Regions from separate parts of the Macaca mulatta genome. Here region 2 is linked to region 1. Evidence: chromatin contacts called from public Hi-C data. All regions are on one chromosome and are shown on one strand. Each heading gives the region's core, a stretch centred on a gene start, on an enhancer-like site or on the middle of the called end of the contact. The rest is flanking DNA. Distances are from core to core; before and after follow the strand shown.

Region 1 (5,259 bases), core at 792-3,291:
TGTAATCACAGTTCACTGCAGCCTTGGCCTCCCAGGCTCAGGTGATCCTCTTACCTCAGGCTTCCGAGTAGCCAGGACTACAGGCACATGTCACCACACCTGGCTAATTTTTTAATCTTTTATAGAGACACGGTTTCACCATGTTGCCCCGGCTGGTCTCAAACTCCGAGGCTCAAATGATCCACGTGCCTTGGCCTCTCAAAGTACTGGGATTATAGGCACGAGCCACTGCACCCAGCCTGAACTTTCAAATGGAAAAAAAATTGAAAGCAAATTCCTGCATGTTTCTATATTCTATACAGGCAGCCATAAGCATAGGTGTAACCCTGACGGCATGTTTGTACTAGCTCTGGTGTAAGAATCTCTTCCTGATTTCTTAAGTTGAAGTTTTGTTTGTTGAGTATTTGTAAACCCTTTAAAGAACCAGATTTTATTTTACCTTGGCCTCCTCCTCATCAAAATAGTACAAATTGCTACATTAAACACTGTATTCTCAGACTTCAGAGGGCATGAACTACCATTATATATATCTCCATCTTACCCATGAGAGGGCAGTACAATACATACATGTGAATTCATTTATTACATCTATAAATTTGGTTTCATATGTGATACTTGGAATTCAACCTGCCTCATTTTGCCAAATAATCTTCCTGAATGCAGAGGACAAAAAATACATTTCTGGGCTGGGTGCAGCGGCTCGTGTCTGTAATCCCAGCACTTTGGGAGGCTGAGGCAGGAGGATTGCTTGAGCTCAGGAGTTGGAGACCACCCTGGGCAACATAGTGAGACCCTGTCTCTACAAAAAAATAAAAACATTAGCCAGGGGTGGTGGTGCATGCTTATAGTACTAGCTACTTGGGAGGCTGAGGTGGGAGGATTCTTTGAGCCTAGGAGGTTGAGGCTTCAAGTGAGCTATGATTGGGCCACTGCACTCCAGTGTGAGTGACACACAGAGACCCTGTCTCAATAAATAAATAAAAAGATACGTTAGATAAGATTTTTTTTTTTTTTTTTTTTTTTTTTTTGTGGGGGAAGCCCATAAAGATCAGTGTTCAAAATTTACTACAAATAGTATCCACATTTATTTCCTCATTGGGACATGATTTTTTTTAAGTATGTCATTACTTTTTCCCCCCATCATGGAATGTAATTTCTGTTTTACTGTCTACAGGTCATAGTTTCACAGCTGTTTGGGACATGCTGCCTTTATTGTTTGGGTTAAGTTTGCTTGTGACAGTCATCTGTGATACGTAACTAAACACCTCTCTTTCTGGTAGTCTTCTATTTTGGTACCTCTGTGTGAACAAATGTAGGAAGAGTTTGGTCACCAGACCCAAGAGGCTCTGGCTGGGTGGGGTGGGGTGGGGTGGGGCGGGGCGAGGCGAGGTGGGGTGGTTAGCGAGTGCCTGGGAAACAGGCTCAACAGATCCTTGTCCCGCAGCCTCGGTGAAACTGGGTTACAGCTTGCAGTAGGCACAACGCCATGCACATACCTGAGTAAGAGCGTGTTGCAGGCGGAGCGCTTAGGCATGTGTGTCTCAACAGGGCGTGGGGGCTGACCTCACGCACTGGGAGTATCAAGGCACCCCTGTTCTGAGATTCCAAGCCTGAGGTGCTGCGAGAGTTATTTGCTTCTCTTGACGTTTCAAATTGGCACCGTAGTGCAATTGTTTACCCACTGAAGTCAACCTAGGAAAGAATGCTTGGATTCCCTGATTAAGCCAGGCTTTATCTTGTTGAGTAGTTGTGAAGAGTAAACCTTCACATAAAGCGTAGGGCCGTCGCCGTGGGCCCGATGCGACGGCAAGCGAAGGCGATGGAGCTCTGGCTCGAGGGCTCGGCCGGACGACGGTGGCACCGATCGTCCGCCTGCTGGAACTGCAGCGACCGAGGTCCTGGCAAGGTTCTGGCCATTCAGCGGACTTGAGGTGTGGAAGTTCCTCTCACCGCCGGCCGGGGCGGTGTTAGGGGCGGGCGTAGCGGGAGGGGTGGGAATAGAAGCCAATAAGAACTGAGTCTTGCCAAACCGGGCGGGGCTAGGGGTGGGGCTGCAGCCGGGGCGGAGCCTTTGGCAAGGCTTGCGGGGGCGGGACGGAGCGGACCCGAGTGAGACCCAGGAGACTAGCCTGGCCACAGAGACAACGTTGAGGTCCAGACAGGTAGGAGTCGGGGTGATTCGGTGCGGGGTCTCAAGTCGCAGAGGCTTCGGACTCTCGGGGCGGTTGGCATCACCCCTCTGGGCGTCGGACGCGGAGCTGAGGTGCCGCGGTTTAGTCCGCGGAAGGTGCGAGCCGGGCTGGCGGAGGTGGAGTCTCCGAGCCCTGCTGTCTCGGCACCTCCCCGGTCCGGAGGAGCAACCGGGTGTTGGGCCCAGCTTTGGGACGTCCTCTCGTGGCCGCACGGGTTGCCGCGGAGCCTGGCTGAGGACCTCCTCGCTCACCTCAGGGGCTTGGGGACCCCTAGGCGGGGCGCCGCGCTCTGCTGGGGAAGAGGGAGGGAGCGCCCCACAGCCCGGGGAAACGCGGGCTTTCTCCAAGATTAGCTAGTGAGCTTGAACTTCGACATGCTGGGACGATCCACTTCCAAACAATTTTTTGCTTTTTTTTTTTTTTTTTGGTGTTTTGATTCTTAACAGCATCTAATAAGCACAATACCGAAAGTTGTCAAGTATAATTTTAATTTAAAAATCTTACAATGGAACACCTAAGAGCATTTGAGTAACTAGTGCTGTATAGCAGCTGATGATTAGATTATGAGTCAAAAGGCTCAAGTCTAGGGCCAGAACCCACGGAACCAGATGTGATACCTCGGTCAAATTAACTTCCTGGGCCTCCGTTTCCGTAACTATGAAACTGGTAAGTTCATGCCTATGGGCATTCTCAGGGCCAAGTGAGATGAGTGAGAGTATTCTACAAATCTCAGATATTTGAACGTGCGTGTGGAATGTGTATATTCTGTGAAGCAACTGCTAAGGTACATAGTAGGCGCTTTACAAAAGTTTACCCTAAAGCTAGTGATTCTCCTGCAGTGTTTTAGATAAAGTGATAGATCCTTGCTTACTGTGTAAATAAGTTGTTTAAACTTTTCCCACAGTCACCATTGTTTGAGTGTGTTCTATTTTTAAATGATTGATGAAATTTTCTAGAATAGCGCAGTGGTGTTATCTATACACTGTTGCTGAATCATTTACCACGAAGTCTGTAGCAATCAAATAATCTACTTCTTTGCCTTAGCTAAATAGTTGTAGTTTAAAATGCTTGCTAAAGTAAGCTGGGAATATTGCTCCAAATCAAGACTTTCATTTGTTTTTGTGAATTGACGGGCTGCTTATAGGAAGATTTAAATCTTCCAAAATATTGTTAATATATGTTTTTTTCATACAGTCTTTATTATAGACGTTTTTGTTCTTTCCTATGGATATGTGTGCAAGGGATTTTAGCGGGGAGATGGGAAATACAAAAGAAAATGGCAGTTTTGTAACCCGTAGGCTTTTGCTGGGGATACTTGTAGGCCTGTTCTGACTTTGTCAGGCAGAAACCAGGAAATGTAGTAATTATGTGTCTTGGTCTTTCATTAGTTGGTGTGTGTGTGTGTGTGTTGAATGTGGCAGTGCGTTTTTTAAATGCAGGAATAAAGGAAGAATATTCATTTTTCTTATTGAAAATAAGCAGCTTTCTAAAGCTGGAAATTATATTGCGTTTAAATGATCTGTAGTGAGTCTTAAGTTATAGGCAAGATTTTTAGGTCACTGGATACCAAGATCAAATTAAATGAAGTAGTAGAGGGAAAGTTACTAGTGAATGTGATTTTTGTGTATGTTGCTTTAGAAGTTTTACTTAAACATGTTTCAACAATTCAGTGGAGGATGGGTCTTTTGAAACTACTTTAAAACATGAGTTTTAAACATGTACTCCATGTATAAATTTTTCTGTGATTTTACAATTTGTTGATCTTGGAAGTCTGAAACCTTACATTCACATTGTTTTTTGAGGGCCTACTATGCAATAGGCACAAGATTATATTTATGTAAGAGCAGTATGTAATTCTTTTCATCTAGGAGATTCCATTCTACCAAGTGAGCTAAAATAAGTACCGAAAAAACAAAAGCTGTTTTTAAAGCGGATGGTGACAATAACGACATCGACTAACATTCATTGATACCTACTCTGTGCCAGACAGTATTCTAAATTCTTTACATGTATTAGCTTATTTAATCCTCACAACAGCACCATGAGGGATGTTAATTATGAGCATCTCGTTAAGAGGCATAGAGAGGTTGAGTAACTTGCCCGTGATTAGACAACCTAGATAGCGAAGGTAGAATTCAAATCAGTCATACTCCAAGGACCTGGTTGTAACCTTTGCACTATACTGAGTTTCAAATTCTGTGAGTGAGATACAAATGACATCTAATAGGTATTTTAAAAAGAGGTCTATAAAAAACTATTTCAAAAAGAAGGAAAGAAAGAGGAAAAAATAAACTGGTATTGCAATATATAGATGAAGGCATGTCCAAGATACTATTTAATTACAGTTTGTATGTAGGAACCCTTTTTTTTGTTGTTGCCAGTGAATGACATGGTGTTGATTCTAAGCTCTCAGTCCCTCAGTAACAACAGTTATGGCATTATCTTAACAATATGAGGTGCTTATTTTTCATTAAAAAGCACCTCATAACTTCTTTCGTTAAGAAGTTAAAAATATCTGTTCTCAGACTGTAAGTTAAGTGTTAGATTCAAGAAAAGAAAATGCTTCCCTATCTTCAAGAAGCTTATAACCCGACATGTAAATAAGTCCCTACAATTTTCAGCGTGGTAAGACCTGTAAAGAAGTATAGATTTATATATGTTTGAAGAGATGCAAGAAAAAAAAAAAGAAGTATAGATAGAGTTTAACCACTGATGAGGAAAAATCATTCTACATGTGGTAGGGAGGACGATTAGAGAGAAGATATTACATTTGGCTTTGAAGGATGAATAGGAGTTTGCTGAAACTGGATCAGGAAACAGGTGATATGAATAAAGAACAGGGATAAGTGTGAAAGTGTATGGTATGTTTGAGGAATGTGTTGTAGTCCATTGTCACTGAAGGCCAGGGTGTACAGAAATGGGTGGTTGGGCTAAAGGAGATGGTGCCTGGAAATAAGATGAAAAAAGAAAATTGCAAAGCTTCCTTGCTGATTGCATTAGGATCACTAAAATTGCTAGATAATGTGGTATTTCACTTCCCTTCATTTGTAACAATGAAATGAGTAAT
Region 2 (5,259 bases), core at 710-3,209, 89 kb after region 1:
TTTAAGACTGGTGCTGTATAATATAATTCCTACAGATGTGGGTCCAGGGAATAGAACTGAGCCTTTTTTTAAATGTTAAGCAGGTTACCCTAATGGGGCTTCTACTAGACATCTCTCCATTTGGTCTCTTCTTACACTGCAACCCAGCGGGAACAGTTAATAATTGGATGTTTATAAAATGGGGGTAAAAGGGTTTACTATGATGGATCCTGGCTATCCCTTTAGGAGGAGACCTTTGCGCTTCAGGAATGCTGTCTTCATCTTTGCAGCCTGAAGCTGCTTCATTTCCTTAGGTCTGTTGTGTTTTGTTTCTGTAAAGTGTTATGAATTCTGGATATTTTTGTAAAAGAATCAAGATTTGTATAAAATGTTGTTTACAGATCTTTTAATGAATAAATACATAAAAACCCCACAGATCCCTTGGAGAATTCTTAAGATGTAAAGATCTTTTATGTCACTTAAATCTACAGCTAGCACATTTACCTAATGGTACTTAAGTAATAAGAATTAGTCTTAGATTGATCAGGCTTAATAATGGAGGTCAACATTTCGAGGCTCTTGGCAGACAAAGCCTGGGTCTAGACCGCACACTGGGCAGGGTATATAGTCTGACAACTTTATTTGGTCTTTAACTGCTTAATCAAAGGGAGGCTGCTTAGTCCAGGAGCCATGAAGAAGACAAAGTGCATGGGCAGCAGCTTGAATGGTTCGGAGACAGGAGTGCCATTCTATTACCGTTTAAGTCCTAAAGCCAAAATGGCAGGATTTTTAAGGAACTGAGGTTCCTTTTGATACTCAGACCATAAAGCTTCACAATTTTAATTGGAGACTGGCGCCCAATTCTAGAGCCTCTTTAAGAATTGTACTTATCCAATGCAAAGGTTTTCAGGGTGGCGAGGGGGGAGGATAGTCGGGGTACAGCAAGGAAGTAAAAGAGGAACGACCCCGGGTGCAGTGGCTTACGCCTGTATTCCCCACATTTTAGGAGGCCTAGGCGAGAGGATAGCTTGAGGCCAGCCTTGGCAACATAGGAAGGCTCCAACTCTACAAAAAAATTTTAAAATGGCCGGGCGCTGTGGCTCAAGCCTATAATCCCAGCACTTTGGGAGGCCGAGGCGGGCGGATCACGAGGTCAGGAGATCGAGATCATCCTGGCTAACACGGTGAAAATACAAAAAATACAAAAAATTAGCCGGGCATGGAGGCGGACGCCTTGTAGTCCCAGCTACTAGGAGGCTGAGGCAGGAGAATGGCGTGAACGCAGGAGGCGGAGCTTGCAGTGAGCCGAGATCGCGCCACTGCACTCCAGCCTGGGCGACAGAGTGAGACTCCGTCTCGAAAAAAAAAAAAAAAAAATTAAAAATTAGCCAGGCGTGGTGGTGTGCACCTCTAGGCCCAGCGGCTCAGGAGGCTGAGGTGGAAGGATCGCTTGGGCCTGGGGGGGTTGAGGCTGCAGTGAACTATGATCGCGCCACTGCACTCCAACCTGGGCAGCAGAACAAGAGCGTGTGTCCATAATAAAAAGAAAGAAGTCCGGCACAGAGGAAGAGAAGATTAAGGGGAGACGGTGGCAGTAAGCAGAGGTGGGAAATCAGTTATCTCTCCCCGTCAAATCCTGCAGCCAGTTCCCTCCGAAAGTGTTAAGGGGCTCCCGTTCCAGATATCAATGTTTTGGAGGAAACGAAAAGCCCTAACTTCAAATCGCCACCATTCGCTGGCAAAAAAAATACAGTAAGCAGAAGACAGGAAATTGAGGCCTTCCGCTGACGCAATGAAGCCAAGACTGACGTCACGTCCGCCCAAAACAAAGCAGCCCGGCAATTTCTAGATACCGGGCGGACCCGCCTTCAAAATTAGCAACTGAGCATGCGCGAACGTCAATATGCCGGGAACGTGATTACATCAGTGTCAGGCGCCGGCGTATCTAAATAGAACTCAGTTTACGCAGACGCAGAAAACGCAGGCAAACCTGAGGTCCTCAGAATGGCGGGCACGGGTTTGGTGGCCGGAGAGGTTGTGGTGGATGCGCTGCCGTATTTTGATCAAGGTTATGAAGCCCCTGGTGTGCGGGAAGCGGTGAGTGCGGGGTGTCTTTGTAGCTGACTCACTGTTCGCTGGCTCGGTACCGAAAGAAACATGTTACAATTTGCCGCTTCTACCCTGGCCCCAATTCTCTTTCTAAGGCTGCAGCGCTGGTGGAGGAGGAAACTCGCAGATACCGACCTACTAAGAACTACCTGAGCTACCTAACAGCCCCGGATTATTCTGCCTTTGAAGTAAGTATGTCTTGAGCCCGGGTATGAACGAGGATTCCTGTGAACCTTTATTTTGGATTGAGAGCTTCAGCTACGTAAAAGTGATTTTTAAATTCCAGTTTTAACCATTGCCTGCATAGGTACCAGTCTGTTGAAAACAGCTAGATAGATAAGTCTTCTCCGAGGTTCTTATTCTAAGATCCATAGGAAGACTTTCTGGGACTCCACGACTCACTTAATGCAAAAATTTGTGGCCACAATTCTTTGAGATAGGATCCATGCGTAAATTCTCAAAGGGACCCTCTCCTGCCAAGAGTCACTCTACAGCAGGTGATCTAGAATTTTTTAGTATGTATAAGCCTAATTACCTAAGCTCTTTAGAACCACTGGAGAGTGGCGTATTAAAGTCTAGTTATTTACCAAACGTTTGTGGTATGACTGAAGGGACAAACCATATCCAAGTGTATACTACTCTTTTCTCAGCCTTCTCCTTTTTTCTATAATCTGTCCGATGTTTTTATTAACACAGTTCTGATTAATGTAGGCAAGAACTTTCCCTGATACGAATACTTTCCAAGTGCTAGGTGCCATTCTAGATTCTGAAATCATAGAGATAAAAATATCTGGGTTTTAAAAAAATATGTATTTTGCTGTATTTTAATTTTTCTTTTCTTTATTTAAGACAAGCATCGTCTCCAAAAAAAGATAGGGTTTCTGAATACAGAAAAATACAATACAATGAGGAGCTAGATATATAAAACAGAAAGTTTACAATAGTATGTATAAATGTGTAATAATATGTAAAGGACCTGTAGTGGAGGTATATATAAGGACAAGAGAATTAGAGAAAGGAGTGCCCATGCTTGCCTAGGGAGTCAGATGCTGTTCTACTGCACACAGTGAGTATGATACTATTTTAAATGTATAACCTTGAAGTACACCCAAGATTCTAGTTAGGGTCTAATTAGCTAAGTGAAATGTAAGTTATTTCTAAATTATTGGATTCAAGTATTTCAATATGTACAGCTTGGAGGTTTTTTTCCCATTATACCTAATCGTTTATTTATGAAAGGATTGTATTATTAAAAGGCAGTACTTAGCTGGGTGTGGTGGCTCACACCTGTAATCCCAGCACTTTAGGAGGCTGAGGTGTGAGGATCACTTGAGACCAGCCTGTGCAACATAGTGAGACCCTTTCTCTACAAAAGAAAAACTAAAAAATTAGCCAAGCATGATGGCATGCACCTGTAGTCCAAGCCACTCAGGAGGCTGAGGTGGAAGGATCACTTGAGCCTGGAAGTTCAAGGCTGCTACAGTGAGCCATGATAATACCATTGCGCTCCAGCCTGGCGACAGACTGAGATCCTGTCTCAGAGGGAAAAAAAAAAAAAAAGATATTATTTACATTAAAGTAACATGAAAAAATAGTTAAGTTTGTTGTTTTTGTTTGAGACGGAGTCTTACTCTGTCACCCAGCCTGGAGTGCAGTGGTGCCATTTCTGCTCACTGCAACCTCCACCTTCCGAGCTCAAGTGATTCTCCTGCCTCAGCCTCGCGAGCAGCTAGGATTACAGGTGCCAGCCACCATGCCTGGCTAATTTTTGTATTTTCAGTAGAGATGGGGTGTCACCACGTTGGCCAGGCTGGTCTTGAACTCCTGGCCTCAAGTGATCCGCCCACCTCATCCTCCCAAAGTGTTGGGATACGGGGTGAACCACCACGCCCTGCCTTGGCTAAGTTTTAAGTAGAAGACATATGTTTCTATGAACGTGTTTTCCTATGCTTTTTCCAAATATTGTTACCTAGGTGTAGATGTTAACCACGTTAAGAACTAAGTACAGTGGCTCACACCTGTAATCCCAGCACCTTGGGAGGCTGAGGCGAGTGGATCACGAGGTCAGGAAATCGAGACCATCCTCTACTAAAAATACAAAAAATTAACTGGGCATGGTGGCGGGTGCCTGTAGTCCCAGCTACTCAGGAGGCTGAGGCAGAAGAATGGCCTGAACCCGGGAGGCGGAGCTTGCAGTGAGCCAAGATGGCGCCACTGCACTCCAGCCTGGGCGACAGAGCGAGACTCCATCTCATTAAAAAAAAAAAGAGAGAGAGAATTAAGTACAGTAATGCTTCTTGGACTGATTTCTGACGTTTTCAAATAACTGCATTCAATCACAGACTTCTTATAATACTTTTGCCAGTTTTTTTCCTTCTCTCAAATACCTTTGTAATTAGTTTACTGATTATTTAATTAGCAAACTCCTGGGTTCAAATGATTCTCCTGTAATTAGTTTACTGATTATTTAATCCTTTCTTTTTTTGAGACAGAGTCTTGCTCTGTCACCTAGGCTGGAGTGCATGCAACTCCTTGGCTCACTGCAACCTCTGCCTCCTGGGTTCAAGCGATTCTCCTCCCCCAGCCTCCCAAGTGACTGGGATTACAGGCATGCACTACCATGCCCAGCTAATTTTTGTATTTTTAGTACAGACAGGGTTTCACCATTGTGGCCAGGCTGATCTCGAACTCCTGACCTCAAGTGATTCACCTGCCTCGGCCTCCCAAAGTACTGGGATTACAGGTGTGAGCCACCACACTTGGCATCCTTTCTTAGTAATAGTTGGTAATGTATACTGGGCTCACTGTCTTTCTTGGTGCACAAAACAGCTCTATAAACTATATAACTATGTTCACTATCCCCATTTTTTTAGCTGGGAAAACTGCAGCTTAGAAAGGCCCATTGACTAAGACCTTAACCATTCTTCAAACTGCCTCTGAAATTACTCTTTCATTAATTCACTTAACAACTATTTACGAAGGTCTATTCCATGCTGGATATTGGAGAACAGTATCGGCAGGGTCCATACTTATGAACCTTACAATCTAGAGTGTTGAGATGGACAATAAATAGATCAGAAAAATTGTTGATAAATGCTGCACAGAGAATGATAGTGATAAAGTGACTGGGTGACTCTAGGTTGGGTGGTTGAGGAAGGCCTCTCAAAGCTG

What was found. Hi-C and Micro-C count contacts between places; a contact is called where the count stands out from the background.
Region 2: a contact with region 1 is called in a Hi-C map of CD4 T cells, with 2.8 times the contacts expected there. The contact joins the promoter of BCAS2 here to the promoter of DENND2C in region 1. A contact is called at or near these places in 2 of 14 Hi-C or Micro-C datasets (CD4 T cells and liver).

What each region holds. Positions count from the first base shown.
Region 1 is chr1:125,581,524-125,586,782 of T2T-MMU8v2.0, forward strand. DENND2C (DENN domain containing 2C) reads left to right here and starts at 2,042. Exons shown (of 19, transcript XM_028830192.2): 1 at 2,042-2,162.
Region 2 is chr1:125,670,571-125,675,829 of T2T-MMU8v2.0, forward strand. BCAS2 (BCAS2 pre-mRNA processing factor) reads left to right here and starts at 1,960. Exons shown (of 7, transcript XM_015148779.3): 1 at 1,960-2,076; 2 at 2,184-2,276. The coding sequence starts at 1,984.